2 separate regions of the Sus scrofa genome follow, and region 1 is linked to region 2. Evidence: chromatin contacts called from public HiChIP or PLAC-seq data. All regions are on one chromosome and are shown on one strand. The core of a region is the stretch at or near the end of the contact, and the rest is flanking DNA. Distances in the headings are between cores, read along the strand shown.

Region 1 (4,578 bases), core at 1,409-3,908, 53 kb after region 2:
CTTTCCAATCCGAATGCTTTTCTTTATTGATTTATTTTTTTCTTGCCTAATCACTCTGGCTGGAACTTTCAGTACTATGTTGAATAGAAGTGGTGAATACAATTCAAAACAGTAATCAGCCTTCAGAACACACAAGTCTGATATCTGGAGGACAAGTTCCTTATTGTTCACCCTGGCTCCAGCAAGCTGCACCAATAGGTCTGCCACCTGCTGCAAAGAGGGAAGAATTGAGGATGGTAGCCACAAGTGAAAGGCTGGCATTCACTGACATTTACCAGCCTCTGCATCAAGTTCTCCACGAGATGCTCTGGGGTTTCTCCTAGAGTCTAGAGTTCCAAAATCGTTACCCCAGACAGTTTCTGCCCATTCAGTAGTTGTTACATTGAAATGATGGATTTCTAAGGTTTCCTATTCCACCCTCTTCTGTGCTATCACTCCCCAAAGAGCTGGATTTCTTTGCCTTGCTCTCCTCTTTTAGCCTACTGAATCTCTGTTTCAGTAAGTTCAAGGTCATGGAGTAAAAATAGTTTGTGGGACAACTGGCCTCCCTTTGTTTCAAAGTCATGGATTCTACCACTGATCCTGGTTGGCCATATGAGACATTTGTGTAATTTAAAAAACCCTGAATGTCCGAGTTCCCTGTTGTGGTGCAGCAGAAATGAATCTGATTAGTAACCATGAGGTTGCGGGTTTGATCCCTTGCCTCGCTCAGTGGGATAAAGATCTAGTGCTGCCATGAACTGTGGTGTGGGTCACAGATGTGGCTTGGATTCTGCATTGCTGTGGCTGTGGTGTAGGCCAGCAGCTGTAGCTCCCATTCAACCCCTAGCCTGGGAACCTCCATATGCCTTGGGTGTGGACCTAAAAAGCCGCCCTGCCAAAAAAAAACCCACAAAAAACAAAAAACCCTGAGGTGAGTATAGAGAGGTTACAAGAGATTTGTTTTCTTCTGAAATTAATATAAATTCAAATTAGGCCAAAACTTTTTTTTTTTTTTTTCCTTTTTACAGCTATACCCGCAGCATATGGAAATTCCTGGGCCAGGGGTAGAATGGGAGCTGCAGCTGCCAGCCTACGCCACAGCCACGGCAACTTGGATCCAAACTATATCTGTAACCTATACTGCAGCTCACAGCAATGCTGGATCCTTACCCTACTGAGTGAAGCTGGGGATTGAACCCACATCCTCACAGAGACAATGTTGGGTCCTTAACCTGCTGAGCCACAATGGGAAGTCCAGGCCAAACTTTTTGAGTTGATATAATCGAGTTACATTTAAAAACCAAGAATGGCTCATTTAAATATTTTTTTTCTCATGATAAATCAATGAAGCAAAGTTTTAGAAAGAAACATTTTGTTTCATCTACTCTGTTTGGTAACCAATTTTTTGTCAGAGAAGCACTGGCTTAACAAAAAAGAAACATTTTTCTTGTGTCCTACAGCTTCACCATCTTTCTCATCCTGTCCGAATAATCTTCTTAATTTTAGAATGCTTAAAAAAACCAGTAAGGTAACTATATAATTTTTCTCAGGAAGCAAAGTTTATAACATTATTGCAAAGACGGTGAATCTTGGGGAGCTTTCCACCTGAAGAAATAGTCTTCATTTAAAATTTCAAAAGATACAATGTTTCCAGCAGCTTCTTTTTGATTGGGTAACATTTCCCAAACTCCAGTTGGCCGTTGGCTATAGCATTACCAAAATCTGCTTCAAAATGGTCTTGATTCATGTTTTGCCTCTGAAACATAACAAAACATAGGTGTAGGGTTAATATGGTGCTTAATGAAAAAATCTGTTTCCAGGTTTTTTTTTTTTTTTTTTAAAGAAAGAGTTCCACCTCCGGTATAATGAATATACCTCTTTTTGACCAAATGAGCAGATTTTTCTCCTAACGAGAGGATCATTGCCAGTTTGAGGAGGATCGCTGTGGTTGAGGCAGTGAGGTTGTATTGCAAACCCCGCCACTATTTTCTCTGGCCATCTAGAGAACTCTCCAGAGGAAGACTTCTAGAAGTTTCTCCCTGCTGTTATTATTGAGATTTGTTCTTTGGGTTAGCCTTGATTTTACTTTTCTTTTGGCTAAAAGGAACAAAGCTCCATGGGAAGTTTGGTTGGAAGCTTTCTAAGAAAAAAGGGCTCTAAGCCCTGAACAGGGAGAGAAGGAGGGAGAATCCGTTTCAGCCCTGAAGACGTTTTCACCATAAATAAAACAGTCCCTTTAAGGCCTGCCTGTTTCTATCACATTCGGGGGGAGCATTCGTTGCCAAGGGGCTTCTGTTTCAGCTGCTTCCCAGAGGAAACCTCCGTTTTCCAGCCCAGGTAATGAATGGCCCCCCGCCTGCCCCCTACACAGCCACCTCCCAGAGGGGCTGCGAGGCCTGGTGCTGGGTCCCCTCTCCCCGTCCCCACAGGCCAGTCGGGCTCCTGATGGCTCCCCTTCCCCCTCCTGCCTCCCCTCTTCCTCATCCCTCTCCCACACATGCCCTCTCTCCCCTTCCTCTGCGTCTGTTCTCCTCCCAAGTTAGCTTACAAAGCAAAGCTGTAACTTTTGAATTCCTGTTTTTCCAACCACCCTCATGTGACAGGATATCTCCTTATTGGAGGTTTTCCCTAATTTCAGAAGCCCTTTAAAAGTGAGAGCTTCCTCCTCACTTCTTTTCAGCAGGGCGGTTCTGAGAAGGGAGGAGGTCCCCGCCTGGGTTCCCCAACTCCCTTCTCTTCACCAGCATCAGGAAAGGACCAGCTCGGGCCATGAGGCTGTCCCCGTGCCTGGCGTTCCTCTCTTTCCTTCCGGTTGCCCTGCAGCTCTTGGGTAAGTTGACTCTAAGGTAGAAGCCTTCGGATTTGGGGCCCGGAGCCTATGGCATCCCATCCCTTTGGGGTCAGTGTTAAATGGGTCCTTTCAACGTGCTGGTGAGGTGGTGGCAGAGCTCCCCGAACCCCCAGCTCTGCAAAAACATTCCTCTTGCTTCCCTGGCCAGGATAAAAACACCTGCTTCTCAGGTCAGAGGGGCTGCCTGCCCTGAACCCTGCAGAACCCTGGCTTCCTCCTCCTCTGTCCCCACTGTCCTTCCCCTGCTTTATTCTCAGAGCGGTTTCCTCTGTGGTCAGTGCTATGTCATTTTCAATTTCTATCGAACCCCCAATGCGCGTGCCTTCTAAGTGTTTCTGGCCTAAAGGAGGGTAGAGCTGGTGTCTCTCGTCATTGCCGGTCTAAGAACAAGATCCCAGGCCACCCCCCAAAAGGGTTTCCATGAGATTTTCATAACTCATCTCTTTTTTTCTCTGTGAACAACCATTTTCATCACGCCTAGAGTTTGGGGCTAGAATGTTTCTTCTTATCTGTGTTCTAAATTGTTCCTTCTCTGTATTCCGAGTTGTTTGTACTGATTGATTCCTGAGACTGAGGCACAGATCCAGAGCTTTTCAAATGTTCAAAGACATTCTGGAGTCTCTCTTTGCTACCTCTCTAGACTCCACCTGTTTACCCATAGCAGGAAGAGAGCCTGTAAGCATTTTGATTCCCAGTTCTCTTCTGAGATGAGCTAGAAGGGATTTTTAACTTTGGAATTTGTGGTTCCCCGTTGCCCTTCATTTCACCTACATGGGCAAACACTGTCTGTGCCCAGCCTGTGCCATTGTCCCTCCAGGCACTGCTGTGGAGGCAGCAGTGAAGGCATGGATAAAACAGAAACTCCATTTGAGTGTGCTCCCTGCCCCCGACAGTGGAGGCTTCCCAGCAAAGGCCAGCTCGCTCTGAGCATGAAGTGGTAGAGATTTTTTTAAAAAAACATGAGCGAAGGGAGAAGGGTTTGCACCAAGCCTCTGCGCAGAAGCTCGTGTGTGTGTGTGTGTGTGTGTGTGTGTGTGTGTGCGCGCGCGCGCACTTTTTAGGGCCACACCTGTGGCATATGGAGGTTTCCAGGCTAGGGGTCTAATCAGAGCTGTAGCCACCGGCCTACACCACAGCCACAGCAATTCGGGATCCAAGCGGCGTCTGCGACCTACACCACAGCTCACGGCAAAGCCGGATCATTAACCCACTGAGTGAGGCCAGGCAGGGACTGAACTTACAACCTCATGGTTCCTAGTCGGATTCATTAACCACTGCGCCACGACGGGAACTCCCAGCAGTGACTTTTTTTTAATTCCTCCTCCAGTAGAAACCAATGATCCGATACGAGCAATACAGTGGGCATGTAAAGGAGAAGTCTCCTTAGCAACAGTGCCAAGGAAAGAGGCTGGATGGAGCCTGAGATCTCTTACCTTAGTCCTGGCTCCAATGCGCATCCCTCGGGGAGTAAGGAGGGACTGCCTAACCCCGGGCGGGCGTGGGAGGACCATCGCCTTGGTCTTCACCTGGAAAGACCGCCTCGTGCAAGAGGATTCATATATTCTTCATGACCTCAAAGATTAAAACCAAGACCAGTGCAAATCTCAGAGCTGTGTTGTCACCGAATGTTCCGCTTAAGTAAGTTCCCTGTTACCAAAAGTTTTCAAACAGATGCTGGCGAACAGTTGCAGACCTGGACTGTAACCCAGCACAGTCCGATAGAAACATAACTGGCTGTGTTATGC
Region 2 (5,019 bases), core at 1,864-4,363:
AGAATACACATGTCCTAGAGAGGGGAGCAGCTGGGGGACTGGTCTCTCTTGGTGTGCTTGCCTCTCCCCATTGATCTGGCCCAGTCTTCTGCTCTCTTGATTGGTCTCCTTGCTCTGCTCCCTTCTCTCCCCTCATCCTCTGGCATCCATTTGTTCATTCATTCATCCTGAATTACTGAATTAGGCAGCCTGCTAGGAATGGTTCTGGACACACATACAGTTAGAGTGGCTCTGATCCTGACCCAAAATCTTGGCCATCTTTAACTCCTCTTGTCAAATTCTCCATTGTGCTTTTTTTAGTTCAGATTCTTTTTTTTTTTTTTTTTTTTTTTTTTTTTTTTTTTTTTTTTTTTTTTGTCTTTTCTAGAGCCGCTCCTAAGGTATATGGAGATTCTCAGGCTAGGGGTCTAATTGGAGCCATAGCTACTGGCCTACACAAGAGCCACAGCAAAGCAGGATCCGAGCGCGTCTGCAACCTACACCACAGCTCATGGCAACACCGGATCCTCGACCCACTGAGTAGGGCCAGGGATTGAACCCGCAACCTCACGGTTCCTAGTACAGCCTGGCATAACCTGGGCCCATCACTTTCTCATCCTTAAGAATCTGAACTAGGAGCTCCCGTCATGGCGCAGTGGTTAATGAATCTGACTAAGAACCATGAGGTTGCAGGTTTGATCTCTGGCCTTGCTCGGTGAGTTAAGGATCCAGCGTTGCCATGAGCTGTGGTGTATGTAGGTCACAGACTCGGCTCAGATCCCTTGTTGCTGTGGCTCTGCCATAGGCCAGCAGCTGCAGCTCCAATTCCACCCCTAGCCTGGAACCTCCATATGCTGCAGGAGCGGCCCAGAAAAGGCAAAAAGCCAAAAAAAAAAAAAAAAATGTGAAGAGATCTTAGGAAGCAGAGGAACATTAGAGGTAAGAAGTATTGAAGTGAGTGTCTGCTTTAAATTTCCATACATGGGAGTTCCCATTGTGGCTCAATGGAAAGAAACCTGACTAGCATCCATGAGGATGTGGGTTGGATCCCTGTCTTGCTCAGTGGGTCGGGGATCTGGCATTGCTGTGAGCTGGGTGTAGGTCACAGACTTGACTCATATCCCAAGTTGCTGTGGCTGTGGCCTAGGCCTGCAGCTACAGCTCCAATTCAAACCCTAGCCTGAGAATTTCCATATGCCACTGTACGGCCTTAAAAAGCAATGAATAAATAAGTAAATTCCCACACATGGAACTAAAAAGTGAGTGTTTAAAATGGAATGTCTATTACATTTCCATTTAGAGTGGATAAGCAATGAGGTCCTGCTGTACAGCACAGGGAACTGTATCCAATCTCTTGGGATAGACCATGATGGAAGATAGTATGAGAAAAAGAATGTGGCGTTCCTGTTGTAGCTCAGTGGAAACAAATCTGACTAGCATCCATGAGGATGCAGGTTCGATCCCTGGCCTCACTTAGTGGGTTAAGGATCTAGCATTGCTGGGACTCGAGTAAGTACAGACATGATGTGGATCTGGCATTGCTGTGGCTGTGGTGTAGGCCAGTAGCTACAGCTCTGATTTGATGCCTAGCTGGGGAACCTCCATATGCTGTGGGCACAGCCCTAAAGAGACAATAACAGATGCTCAGAGGCTTTCTGCCCCAACTTTCCCCACCTCAGTGAATGTGAGATTTGAGGTCAAATAGAGTAACAGCTCAAGGAACTGCCTGCCTGCTCATCCTGCAGTGGCAGGCAGCAGGTGCTAAGCCCCAGAGCCACCTCCAGACTCCCAGGTGCTTCCTCAGAACCGGGCAGCCTTGGGCCCCTTCTGCAATGGGCCTTGGGAGAGAGGAGCCGAGACAGTGGCTTGGCTGGCCTCAGTCAGACAGCAGGCACGGGGGAGCCGCCTGAGGAAGCAGGCAGGTAGGGGGGTCCAGGGTGCAGGACTCCTCTCTTCACCTGCATTGCTCTCAAACCACTTGTTAGCCGAGTCCCTCACCCCTGCTCAGGCTCCTCTGTGGCTCCCAGAGGGCTCCCTTCTTTTGGGTGAACCCCACTCCTGCCCTCCTTGCCCACCAGCACTTTCTCTCCTTCGCAAGTAGGCAAGTGACTCTGTTTAGAAAGCCCCTTTACACGTGTGTGTGTGTGTGTGCGCCCCAAATCCTTCATGGGCTAGGGGCGTGCTGACCCCAGCTGATTTTTGTAGCATCACCTTCCCCTACTTCCTTCCAGACCACACCAGATTCTTACCAGCATCCACCCTCCTTGCTTCTTCTTTTCCTGCCTGAAATGTCACGGACACCCCTACACCCACGTCTGTCCCTATCCTCCTCATCTTCCTTCCTCTTCCCACAGCCCAAAAAGGAAGTTCTCCTAGCGTTTAGGTTATAGTTCTGACCTTAGATACATTTTGTTGGTCAGAGGTTTGTTTCCTCCATGGACTGTGAACATTTTCAGGGCAGGAACCTTACATTATGTGTTCATTGTCACACTGCGATGCCCAGCAACCTGCTGGCCACAGGTGCTCAAAAGTGGTTTTTCCAAGGCAGGATGTTCATGGGCACAGTTGTTGTTGTTTTGAATATCTGACATGCGTTGGGGCAGGTAGAGTTAACTGAACACGCTGATCCTGGTGACAAGTTTCTAATATCGCCTGGCTCCTGAGGTTCCTGACCAGCAAGCTAAGAATAACGTTCATCTGTGTTTGCATAGCAGCTCATGTGCAAGAACCAATAAATAATTCAAGTACCAGGAGAAAGTCTGGTTGGGAAGTTGGCAAAATGAATCCAGATTCCCTTTTCAAGCACTTTGAAGAAAAAGCGCTTCTCCAAGATAAAGACTGAGGGTCTGGGTGTTTGCTTTGATATAAGCAAAGGGGATTGGATCGTATCTCTTTCCCTTTAACTCTATATTATTCCAATGGTTCTACTTAACGGGAGTGAAATATTATGTAAATATTTTTTTGTGCTCCAATTAGCAGTAAAAACAACATGGACAGACCTGCTTTCTCTGTTTACTCTGAAGCATGTTCTGGAGTTGATTCGACTTCTCATAATGGATGTGCAAACACATGAAATGATCCCTTCCACCACTGCTCTGTTCCTTTAAGAGACCTCGGTTGTTAAGTTGGACGATCATTGAACCATATGAGGGTCAATAAAAGAATAAAAATTCACTGGTTAGTGATTCAAGCGCAAGGAACTTGATCCCTGTTGGGTATCTGTGTCCATATGCTGCTCACAGTCAGAAGGGGAGCGTCTGACCCCTGGGTGCTCGTCCTACCTCAGGATGGTTTCTGGAAAACTCATCAAGCTCCTCGTCTTTGAGCTGCTCGAGTTTGTGGCTTTCTGTGTCCCCACGCTTGTGATTATGGAACAGTTTGCCGCCGCCTTTCAAAACACAAGGCAGACACCCGAGAGAACGCATTACTGGCTGATTGTTTCTTGCTCCATTGCTTATGTAGCATTAGTGACTCTACTGATTTGGATTCCTGTGAAAGTTCTCTTGTTCAAGAAACGTCATCTTTACCACAAAATCAAAGGATGGTAAGTAAAAGAATTCTTTAGCAGGGAAACCCCTGAGATGTTTTCAGAGGGATTTGCGCTTATAGTCTGTGTAAGGAGGTTAGCTTAGCACAACTGTACATCAGGGGAGATTAATGTGACTTGGTCATCACTGTTCCTATGAATGTATTCATGTCATAGTATCTTCTATGTTTCTTTTTTCTTTGCCTGCGCCCTCTGCATGTGGACGTTCCCATGCCAGGGATGGAACCCGTGCCACAGTAGTGACCCCGGCCACAGCGGTGACAATGCTGGATCCTTAAGCTGCCAAGCCACAAGGGAACTCCAGTATCCTCTATGTTCTTATAAGGCCATTTTTACCGACTGATAATAACAAGTTACCTGTGTTCGTAAGACTTAGTGTGCGTCCCTGATACCCTGAGTAGTAACTGTTCTGCCTCAGCACAGTAAGCCGCACAAGTTAATTTTCAGAAATCACAGTTGTGAGATTATAATACAGAATTCTTCTTTTGTGTAAAACTGAAAATAATATCTCTGTTCACCTGTTTATATTGTTTTGTCGTTCTAAGGCATCCTTGAACCATTAACCAGCTGAGAGTTTCAAGCAAACTGGTTCCTTTGCTTAGATTTTAAAAAATAATACTTTGCTAGATTGGTAAATTATATTACTCTGGTTGGGGGTGAGGGGTAAGTACATCAATAATAATATGGAAATATTTTAACTAAATCAAAATCTGTGGGTTGAACTCACAGTTTAGCTAATGACTATATCAAGCCACGTAAAGGTATTGAGACCAAATAATCTCTGATCCTAATATACATTTCCTTTTAGATCTTCAGAGCTGCTTTTTTATCCTTTGGGGTTTCTCTGTGTTCTCTGATTTGATTTACTTTTTTTTTGTCTTTTTGTCTTTTTCATTTTGAGGTTCCCAGGCTAGGAGTACAATTGGAGCTGTAGCCACTGGCCTACACCATAGCCACAGCCATGCAGGATCTGAGCCGTGTCTGCTACACCACAGCTCATGGCAATGCAGGATCCTTAACCTGTTGAGCGAGGCCAGGGATAGAACCTGCGTCCTCATAGATGCTAGTTGGGTTCGCTAACCGCTGAGCCACAAAGGGAACTCCTGTTTTTAAATTTAATTTAATTAATCACTTTATTTTCTTCAATATGTTAAATTTTTCTTTCCTACTGAGCTTTTATTTTAGAGTTGAATAGAGTGGACTGCATTGGCAAGGCGAGGAGGAGCTGGGAATTCTAACTTAAGCCCAGGCAGAAATGTAAAAATAATAGGTACAGGGATACAGTGAGAAGTGCTATTGGGAGGATGCAGCTGTGGGCAGGGGGGGGGGGGGTGTTACTGCTGAGGTATGGTGCTCAGGAAGTGCCCTTTACATGCTGATACCACAGGTGGGGGGGGTGTTCAGTTCCCCAGGGCTGAGCTCCTGAGGGGTTTCCGGAAATGAACAATTTGGGTGGTACTTCTTTTATCACTGAGGTTTATGGCTTTTCTGAT

What was found. HiChIP or PLAC-seq counts read pairs in DNA pulled down with a chosen protein or histone mark.
Region 1: a contact with region 2 is called in an H3K27ac HiChIP or PLAC-seq map of alveolar macrophages. The contact joins the promoter of MRC1 here to the promoter of TMEM236 in region 2. A contact is called at or near these places in 2 of 2 datasets of contacts at active chromatin or transcription factors (alveolar macrophages and skeletal muscle).

Annotation. Positions count from the first base shown.
Region 1 is chr10:44,105,268-44,109,845 of Sscrofa11.1, forward strand. It overlaps MRC1 (mannose receptor C-type 1), which reads left to right and starts at 2,659. Exons shown (of 30, transcript NM_001255969.1): 1 at 2,659-2,812. The coding sequence starts at 2,752.
Region 2 is chr10:44,052,005-44,057,023 of Sscrofa11.1, forward strand. It overlaps TMEM236 (transmembrane protein 236), which reads left to right and starts at 3,114. Exons shown (of 4, transcript XM_003130725.5): 1 at 3,114-3,523. The coding sequence starts at 3,267.